Linked DNA regions of Hordeum vulgare: region 2 is linked to region 1. The links are chromatin contacts, called in public Hi-C maps. All regions are on one chromosome and are shown on one strand. The core of a region is the stretch at or near the end of the contact, and the rest is flanking DNA. Distances in the headings are between cores, read along the strand shown.

The links. A called contact is a pair of places that touch in the nucleus more often than the background predicts.
Region 2: a contact with region 1 is called in a Hi-C map of seedling, with 3 times the contacts expected there. The contact joins the promoter of LOC123448187 here to the promoter of LOC123448184 in region 1. A contact is called at or near these places in 1 of 6 Hi-C or Micro-C datasets (seedling) and 1 of 1 datasets of contacts at active chromatin or transcription factors (embryo).

Annotation. Positions count from the first base shown.
Region 1 is chr4H:144,740,992-144,746,208 of MorexV3_pseudomolecules_assembly, reverse strand. LOC123448184 (heterogeneous nuclear ribonucleoprotein Q-like) reads left to right here and starts at 2,967. Exons shown (of 10, transcript XM_045124995.1): 1 at 2,967-3,049; 2 at 3,715-3,816; 3 at 4,013-4,471; 4 at 4,546-4,656; 5 at 5,149-5,217. The coding sequence starts at 4,040. It overlaps LOC123448185 (50S ribosomal protein L24), which reads right to left and starts at 2,737. Exons shown (of 5, transcript XM_045124997.1): 1 at 2,534-2,737; 2 at 2,339-2,434; 3 at 1,021-1,124; 4 at 799-935; 5 at 1-225. The coding sequence starts at 2,593. The coding sequence ends at 143.
Region 2 is chr4H:145,143,478-145,148,769 of MorexV3_pseudomolecules_assembly, reverse strand. LOC123448187 (alpha-L-arabinofuranosidase 1-like) reads right to left here and starts at 2,268. Exons shown (of 18, transcript XM_045125000.1): 1 at 2,159-2,268; 2 at 1,605-1,807; 3 at 1,453-1,507; 4 at 690-886; 5 at 246-367; 6 at 5-152. The coding sequence starts at 1,790. It overlaps LOC123448188 (a long non-coding RNA gene), which reads left to right and starts at 851. Exons shown (of 2, transcript XR_006631623.1): 1 at 851-943; 2 at 1,027-1,340.

The DNA of each region.
Region 1 (5,217 bases), core at 1,718-4,217:
TGAGATGCTGGCAAAGACAACACGGATGCTAGTTTTATTCGTGAACAGCTGACATAATAAACTATCTTTTAGCTAGGACGGATAGATCACATATATGCCCAATTCTTTTTCTTTCACTCTCAGCAATGGTGGACGTCTCCTCTCATAGATCAGGCATACCAATTCCAGCTTTGGCATCATAGGTCTTCTCCAGCACATCCTCAATTGGTGTATCCTTTGGGCCATCTGCATCAGTCAAAGAAAATTAGTCCAATTACAAAATAGACGTGTATTCATGAGCAGATGCTCATATAGCAATGCAATACATCGCATGCCAACTAGTGGGTAGGTACTCCCCACACAAAAGTACAGGAAATTTCTACGGCATTTCGTTTGTTATTCACAAAACCGACTTGTTCTTTTTCTCCAACCGTTGTCAACGAACAGCATGAAACATCACAATTTATTCTGCACTCTTTACTATTGTTGAACTAATTTTATCATGCCTGTCAAAGTCTTTATAAAATATAGAATGCAGCAAACAAGTCAAACATCATTAGCAGAAGCACCTACAGTAGACTATCGCAGATCCGGAACATAAAACATAGTCTTCCAGAACAAGAAAATTCCAGCAACACGAGACGAAATTATGAAAAAAAAAGTCGTATTAAGTGGAGATTGGCATCATGAAGAATTCAGATGTCCACAAACAATTGCAGTATAACAAGTCAGTTAATTCTTCTCTAAACAGTATAATCATGCACTTCAAAAGCAACTAATAATGAGCAAAAAGGATCTGGTTATGGAACATGAACATACGAGATGTGGGTCTCGGCTTTTTTCTCTCCTTCAAAATTTCTGGCCGAGGTATGACAGCACCAGACGCATACATTCCCCTAGAGACCCTTACTTTAGTCCCATCTTCCAAATACTTGTATGTAGTCTTGCATGGCTTCCTGCAGACAAATAGATATTTTAGAATGTAGACAAATAAAAGATGTATCTCTAGAAAATAACGGTATCAAAAGATAAGTATCCTACCCGGTGACTGGATCAATTACTTGTACATTTGAAACATGAAGTGGAGCTTCAACTGAGAAGATCCCGCCTATATGCCCTTCTCCTTGCTTAATATGTTTCTTAACCTGAAAATATGTGAGCACACAATTACTAAGTGACTTTTCAATGCAAGAGAAACACATAAACATGCAACTAAGTACCCAGTATCCACAATTACTAAGTTTGTTGGTTGCAGTTGTCCAGTTACCCAGTATCCCCCATAAACATGCAACATCTTACAGTATATATACAAAGATTTAGAAAGACAAACATTGTGCAGTTCACAATTCCTGTTCAATATTCACTACAGCCACTTCCTCACCATATTCAAATTAATCTGCATTTATCTAACTGAGGCATTCAGCATTTGTTTGTTATGGGTTTAGGACATGTAAAAATCCAGCAAAACATCGCACGAACTTATTGTCAGTTTTTTATGGTATCTCATCGTCATTGACAATTAACTAAAAGTAAAGCATGTGACGAGGTGAGGAACATTGTAGCATAAGTACGTATAGCACTGCAACGACTTGGTAGACACCAACATGCCCAGGAAAGGAAAATATATGGTACTGTATATGCTAACCACTCAAAGGTAGATAGGCACAGACAATATTGCAACAGATCTTGCCGGGGTTGTTTTGGTCCCCTTTCCCTACCATTTTAATGAATTAGGCCTAACCTCCAGGCTTTCAAACACGCCTTAGGTGACACTTGTATTGCCTGACTTGTCCAAGATTTGACCATAAAGCCGATCTCCATCATACATATGATGATGCACTTAGGCAAACATCCTACGAGTAATATGTGCTCATTTTGTACTTCTGGTATTCTTATGTCGTTATGGATGCACAGTATGCGATGGGAAGAGTTAGATTCTCATTTACTATTTATTACAGACTTATATTAATACAGATATTATAATTATATTTTGTGGGCAGTATAGTTTTATCTCATCATTCATAAAAATTGAAGGGAAACAAAAATCCTCTGCTGCAGTAATCACCAAATAACATCTGTGCAGGCGCAGCATAGCAGCTACAACACTAGCCTTAGCCCTGAAGAATTAGCGTGCGGAATTAAGACAGACAAGTTCCCCATTCACTTTGAGTGCAGTGGGAATTTCGACAAACACCTGTAGTGCGTGCAGCACCCAGAGCACGTATCATCACATTGCATACAGCTTGTCAAAGATACGCAAATTGACACTCCCATGACACCAAAGAGTAGCACTGAATCCGAAGCAATCGCGAGAGGAGGAAGGAAGAGTGGATAGCTGTGCAGACGATTATACTATTACCAGATTCTTTCCCTCGACGATGACGCGATTCTGCGAGCGGATGACCCGCTTGATCAGCCCGCTCTCCCCCTTGTCCTTGCCCCTTATGATCATCACCTGGCGCCAAATTCAGAGAGAGAGAGAAAAGGAGATTTCAGGAGATCTCTCGAGAGCAAGGAGAGCAGCAAGAGGAGGATCTCTCGAGATGTCGCGTACGTTGTCGCCGCGGAGGATCTTCCAGTGCCTGATGAGCTTCTCCGCGGCCTTCCACCCCATTCCTGCCTCTCAGCTCAGGCTGCGGCTTGGCTTGGCTTGGCTCGATTAGGCTGGGAGGGGAGGGGAGCGAGAGTGGATGGAGAGAGACGGCGGCGCTCGCGGGAGAGGGCGGCCGGAGGAAGAAAACCACCTAGGATGGGCCTCAAAACGGGCCGGCAGAAACTGGCATGACCCACGCAGCTAGGCCGCAGGCCCGTGGCTCTCCGGTCCGGAGGCAGGCAGATCAACGGTGCTGGCCCAGTCAGCGCAGGATCGGACGGTTCGCGAGATCTCAGGGATGAGAGTGTGATGACGGAAAAGAGTGAGGGCCAGACTGCAAGTTCCTCTCTAAATGAGCCGCCACCTCGCCCTGCTCTTCTTCCTCCTCCTCCTCTAGCTAGGGCTAAGCTGACCTCCCCCACCCACCCTTCGCCGGCGGCTCCACCCCCTGCCAGATTCCGTTCACCGATATAGGAGGTAAACTCGCCAAGAGATCTGTCTATTTCTCCGGTTCCTCGCGGCCACTTTCTTCCCATGCGCCATCTCTCGTAAGCCCCGTCGCGCTAGCTTGTCCCGGCCTCCGATTCGGTCGCGATTTCGGTTCTCTGCTGCGGCAGAGGCGCCAAGTCGCCGACGACTGTCTATAGGAATACCTCGTGAAATCCCCTTGTTGCGGTTGGTTCAACTGGTAAAAGGCGTGGGCTTGCTGCTTCGATTTCTCTGCTTGTGTTTGTCCAGCTTGGGCAGACGCCCTAGTGGCATGAACCTGGGCGAAAAGGACGTGTCCTTTTGCGTCGATTGCTTTATCCAATCTGTATGGCCACTCGCTTTACTTGCGATAATGGACATCCTAGCATATCCCGCTGCAGTGTACCCCCCCCCCCCCCCCCCCCACACACATGCTTTTGCCCAATCATTTGCAGAATTAACTAGTCTCTGTAGAAGAATTACATTCGAATCTACGTATTTATCTTTCTAACTGGTCAGATTCTTGACCAGCTCCATGCTATATTTACTAGAGTTTGGTTTACCCTAGATGCTACTATTATATACGTTGTTATCTACTTCTCATAGTGTTTTTTTTCCTGTCTTTTTTCTTCTTTTCCTTCCATCCATTTCATGGATTTCAATTAAACCATCAGCCCGTTGGTTACACTTCCAATTGCATCGTCTTGGCCATCATTTGTATACTCTTTGTTTTCTTCTCTGTGCTTGTTCGGGACCGTGTTCTTGAGAACCTCCCGGTATCATCCTGGCCATACGCAATTTCTTCGTTTGTCCCTTAAGCAATTCCATGCTATCCCGTTTGGCACCTATGGATACATCCAAGTTGATATCATTGCATACCAATTGTTCTAGTTGTTTCTGTTGTTTTTCGTCCTATCCACATGTCCTCAATTTGCTCTCCCAATATTTTTGGCTCCTCTGCTCTTTCCAAAGTTGCCTTGGAACTTTGAGCTCTTCGAGATGCCTAGAAGAACAGAGGATGCTGAACCAGCTCAACCAAAAGAGTGCTTGGAGTTTGATGATAATGAAGAGGAGGAGGTAGAAGAGGAAGAAATTGAGTATGAAGAAATTGAGGAGGAGGTAGAGGAGGAGGTGGAGGAGGATGAGGATATTTTAGAGGAAGTAGAGGAGGTAGAGGAGGAGGAGGAGGAAGACCCTGAAGAAAGAGAAGTTCTTGATGAAACTGATGCTAGTCATGACAGTGACAGTAAATCGGAAGGTGTTCCTCTTCCTCGGCAGGATGGTGCCAAAGATGGGAGCGATCGAGAGAAGCATGCTGAACTTCTTGCTCTTCCTCCTCATGGATCTGAAGTATATGTTGGGGGCATCTCCAGCGATGCATCTTCTGAAGATCTCAAGAAACTATGTGAACCAATTGGCGAAGTTGTGGAAGTGAGTACCGTCTACTCTTAGGGTTAGCATTCTGATGTGTTTTTTCTGCATTCATATTCTCTTTTTTCCTGCAGGTAAGAATAATGCTGGGCAAGAAAGATAGTAGGGGATATGCTTTTGTTACTTTCAGAACTAACGATCTGGCTTTGAAGGCCATCGAGAAATTGAACAATGCAACTTTCAAGGTTTGTTTCCGTTGATCATAAAAGTTGACTATCATGTTCTCAAGTCAATGGATCATAATATACCCCTATTTATGCACTTAAGTCTTGATTTCATAGATATCGCCATATCAGCATAGTACATTACAAGCTTAAATAATTACACGTCATTTTCTGTACTCCATGCCTCCCTGGATAGCCAGGTGTAGAATACAGTTTTGTTTAAAAGAATGAAAAACGGTTAACTTCTCTACACCAGGGCACAAGCTCTTTGTACACTTGAAAACTAAACGTATAGTTTTGTTAAGAAGTAACTTTGAAGTGCCATATCTTGCTGTTGATTGTAAATTTTTATTCATTTAAATTACAGTTTTGTGGATGACTGTCACTATGATTATACTGATATTTAAAACTACATGTATGTGGAGCATATATATCGGTTCCAGTTGCATCTGTAAGCCTTTTCATTTTGAATTGTTATGCTAACTAAACTTTGTCATGTGCTTCTCGTAACAGGGAAAGAGGCTAAAAGTTTCTTCCTCCCAGGCTAAGAACAAGCTGTTTGTTGGAAATGTACCTCACAGT
Region 2 (5,292 bases), core at 1,019-3,518, 400 kb before region 1:
TCACCTTGTATGTATCTGAAGGTATGAGTGACACTTGATCGATCCATATGACTCCCCTTTTGGAAGTTGTTAACTCAAGTCTTGAAGTTCTGCACGTTCCTTTAGCTAATAATTGCATCTCTATCTTTCTCCAATCTGACACATCTGTATCTCTGTAACCACACCGTATTTAATCCTTTCAGTCTTAGTGAAAAAAATAACAAATTGAAAAATCATCTTATCTCAGTGCTAGGGAAGGTATATACACTATGACAGCTGTTGCTATATTTTGCAGTCCATCTGAACATGTGAGTGAAGCAGCTAACTCCACGGATTCTAGTGATCTGATATACATTACCAGATTATAGCTCTTCCCTTCTTCTATGTTCTGGAAGTTGAAATGGTCAGGTGCAGCACAAAACCAGAGGGGAAAAGTGGAAATGCCTCTGAGAAAAGATTGGCAGTAAAATGCCCAAGGAAGCAAAAGCACAGCATTAAATGGAGAGCTAAAATTATCCAAGGAAAATATGGATGTGGATTAGAACAGGTGAATTTATGTTTCAGTTTTACTTTTGGGAAGAAAAACATTTGACATCATTTTTCAACTGGCAATACTGTAGCTTGTAAACTGTTGACCGTAATTTTTTTTATGATTAATATTTTCATGCTGATGTAACTGTCCACTTGGTATATGGATGAATAAAACATACCATGCCCCAGAATCCTGGGTTGTAAATACCAACACCGCCAGCTGGACACTTGGCACAAAGAATTTCCATCCTTAGAGCAACGATATTTCTACTGAAACAAGATGTTCTTTCAGTCTTCACGTATATGGAGGATTCGTCACCAATGATAGACCATGGATCTATGTTTGAAGGAGTGTGAGGCCCTCCGGCTTCAAAACCTAAAGCATAATTCTGCAACAGTCAGTACTCGGCTAAACGTGAAATTTTGTCGACAGGTTATAAAAGGGAAAGGCCAAACAATTTTTTCCTGTTGTTATTGATAGTAATAATGATTTGTTTTGTTCTGCGGTGATTGCAGGACTACCTAGGGAACAGAAAACAAGAAGCAGGAAGGACTGCCAACTGTCAATATGGTACGGGAATAAAAATAGAAATATGTTCTGTTATTGTTCTTTGTACAAAATTTCGTACAATCCAGTTGCGCAAAAAGGGCACTGTACTCTCTTATTTCATAAACTGGCCATTTGGCCTATATGAATCCTTGTTATAAAGGGAAATTAGGATATAGGTCAGTGAAAATTTTCAGAGTCCCAGAAGATGTAACTAGGTGTATCACTGCCTTGTAAGTATGGCCTTTGGAGCTATGTATCAAGCGCATTTGTCTGTAACGTAGTCAAGTGCATCTAGAACTTTCTGATAACATGTTCCCTTTTTTTCTGATAACATGTTCCCAAGAGGCAGTGTACATATAACAGCTGATAGTGATAGTACGTAACAGAAGTACCTTTGTTACTGACAAGCTCCGCCCATAATCCACCAGCTCCAGCGTGGTTGATTTCCTAGAATAAATATTCAGTGGAGGAATATTGTGAACAAACAAGAATACTCAGATGGAATTTAAAAGGCAATAGTTGTTAACCAAAAGATGTTATGCACCTCAAAGAACAAGCCAAAGAGGGTTTGAGGGATCTTTCTGGCGGCCTTCCATGATGTATCGACTTGTAGCAGCGCCGTCTGAGCCCCCTCGAGCTCTGCCGCCAGCGCCAGGCACCCGCAGCTCAACGAGAGAAGAAGCAAGGAGCAGAGGATGGCATGCAAAGTTGCCGCATCCTTGCTGCCCATCCTCCCCTTACTCCAGCCTGCAGATAAGGATCGCCAGCTCAGTTCGGGATCGATCGAGCATGTACAATGGCAACAAACAGTAGAATTGCTTCCACAATAAAACCGAATAATTGGGGGCGCCGATCAAGGAAAGAAGAGAAAAACCAAGCGGCAAAGGTGAACTGGTTTGGGAAATTTAGCGGGAATAAAGCATAACACACAAGGGAAACCAAGTAAACCTCCTCCCTTAGTCATTCCATCGAACACCTCAACCTCTCAGCCATGAGGCCCGTGAACAGTACTGACCGGAGCACGGGAGCAGGGAGAAAATGACGCAGACAGAGAGGGGGACGTCGTAACGAACAAGATCGGATCATGGAACTGCTCACCTCTTGCCAACGCTCGAGGAAGGAGCGATGGGGATGCCGAGCGCGCGTGAACTGCGATGCCGCGATGGTGTTGGTGGGGAGCTCGGGGAGGAAGGGGAAGTGCCGCTGCTTAAGTAGCTCCTGCTGAGAGCCCATGACTACGAACGAGGAAGAGAAGAGAGGTGGGTGGGTTTGGTGGGTCCAAGAGAGTGGGACCGCATGCCACCTGGAGCCGGCAGCCAGCATCCTTGCGCGTATCAGCCGTTCGATGTTGATCGGGCGGCGAGCGCGTGGCGATGGGCAAGGCTCACGCTCACCTTTGGTCCTGGCTTCCCGGGCTAGGCCTGATATGTCGCGTTGTGATAGACATGTCAGTGTTGGGAGGTTTTTTGGGTGTCTGGAATTCAGTCTTTGACACAACAGGGTGTGTAATCTTTTTTATGACAAAAAGCATTCACTTCAGTCAATAAGTTAACTGGAAACGGTTGATCACCTGTTCTTGCAATGCCCCATGGATGGCACGCTTGGCGATGGTCAATTGTGCCTTTTAGTTCTGATGATGGTATGAATTTGACTTCGGTTAGTAAAATTTGTAATCGAGTTTCTAGTTTCCAATAGTTTAACATGAGTGCATTTATTTGTGCAGATGCTTTCTTTCTGGGGTTGTAGGAGAATAGATTTCAGAAGTTAGGATGATGAAATATGCTTTCTTAAAAAACAATGACAGTCGTATCGAGGCCAAAGGGGCAAAACTGCTACTGTAAGTTGCAACCGAAGAATAGATGGATGATGTACTTTTGTTTGCACCCTAAAACCTATTGTATACAAGTATGGGCGAAAGAAGAGAACTTTTTGCTACTGCTAGCTACGAGGGAGAGGCCATCTTTATACGAATAACATCTTACAAAAAAATGAAACTGAGTTTATTTTTAAAATTTCAAAGCAATCAAAGCAAAAAATATGGTGACCCTACCACCGAATCCGTTACCTAATTTAGTTGACCCAATTCAGTTGTAACATACAAAAATGCCCTAAAACACGACATATTAAGGAGACGTGTGTAGCCGCAACATTCTTAGTCTCACACTCTCTAAAGAAGAAATGACCGAAGGAACTTGTAGAGGTCTACTCATCCTTACTACGCAAACGCATCGACGAGATAATTTTTGCAAAACTTAAGCAGGGCCGGCCCTGAGGGGGGCGGGAGGGGTGGCCGCCCCGGGCCCCCGCAAAGTTAGGGGGCCCTCCCAGGTATTACGCCGCAGGTAGTGGCTGTAATCACGAAATCGCGAGTACGTTTCGCAGTTGTTTTTGTTCTGGCTGATAACGAGAAGCAAAAGGTAGTAGGGCCTGTATGGCTGGACCATGATTGCACATAAAAAATAGATTATTGGGTCTGGCACTTATTTGTGCGTAACTAGGGCCAGCCATCTGATGCACATAACTTCTCTCAAAAAGAATTCTACTAAGCAAAACTCATGTATCAATTAGGATCCCGCCGCTTGGAGCCCTCAAAATAAAATTAGGATCCAGCCACTGGGAGCCAACATCATGCACGTCAAACCTAGCGGCGCCGCCCTTCACCTCCTTCCAGATCGTCGAAGGTGAACAGAGAAGGTTTGCCTTAGGAGGAGGCCCCCATTGCAAGCAATAGGACTTGGCGCCGGACTTCGGCGGCACACCAAAACATCATCTGTTGATATGGGCTTTTGTAGTCGAAGTCTTCCACGGTATGCCTCATTAACAGATATATGTTTTCAGTTTAATAATGATATTTGTGGTGCCGATCTCAAACAGATTATGAAGGAAGCGATGTTTTAGATGCTGATCTTGACTAGTACTTTTCGAATGATCTGTTCGATGACCATATAGATATGGCAATTAACTCTTGATTTACTAATTTGCACAACTAGATAAGCATAACTTAAGTGCCGTTTGATTTGATTTTGAAAGATATGGATATGGAGTAATATTTGCATACCATCCATATTAACTGGCTCGTCTTTCTTAATTTTTCATATACTGCTATTTAGAAAAATTATACCTATTTATTTTGAACTATTTACAGCCATTTGGCCCCTCAAATACATTATGTACTCATATAACTATATTAAGCCTGGCACTAAACATGGCTTTGCACTCCCATGAAAAAAAATATGCTTCTTTGTCAATTTCCTCCATAGACCATCATATATGCAATGATTACGTATCTATCAATTGTTATGACGTTTATATTAAAGGGCCTCAAGATTTAGTTTCACCCCGGGCCTTTAAAATCTCAGGACCTGCCCTGAACTTAAGGGACTGTCACATGTCCATGCCTACATAATCCATTTGTAGGAGACATTCTGTGTCAATGATTGCATACATCCACATGAAGGTGTTGCTTCTAAACCATAGTCTCTCTATGGCCTGATTTGTATGGAAAGCCCTACACCATGTTGCTTGTGTCTTTTTTTATTTTCTTTATGTAAGAAATAGAAATGTGGTGGCCGCTCATCATTGCACCCCTTTGGTTGGCATCATGCCTTGATTGTCATTGCCTGTTTTTTAGGTCTCATTATATTATCACCTCTCGGAGCACTTCCTTGCGTATAAGATTGCATGCATAGTATTTTGTCTCTTACTCAATTTGCGGGCCAGAATATTTCCTCAAATCACAATAAAGGAAAACGAATATAGTCATTTGTAGGTGGTAGAGCGAGGAGCAATAATATGTGTCGTGACATGCAACGTGATGAGATGGGAACCCTATCACAGTATCACTGAATCGGTTACCTAATTAAGTTGACTCAGTTTGACCCGAACATACACAAGTGCCCTAATGCACACCATATCAGAGAGATGCGTGTAGCCGCAACATTCTTAATCTCGTGCTCTCAAAAGAACAAATAATCAAAGTACCTCGTAAAGGCCTACTCATCCTTATTAAGCAAGCCCATTGACTAGAGCATTTTTTGCAGAAGTTAAATGGGCTACCATGTATCACATGCCTATAAATTCCATACTGTATGAGCCACCATTTGTCAGGATTACATCCATCCACATGATTGTTTCTGGACCATAGTCTCTCTCTATGACCTGATTTGTACAGAAAGCCCCACTCGCATGTTGCTTGCGTCTTATTTTCATTCATTTTTAGTAAGAAATAGAGA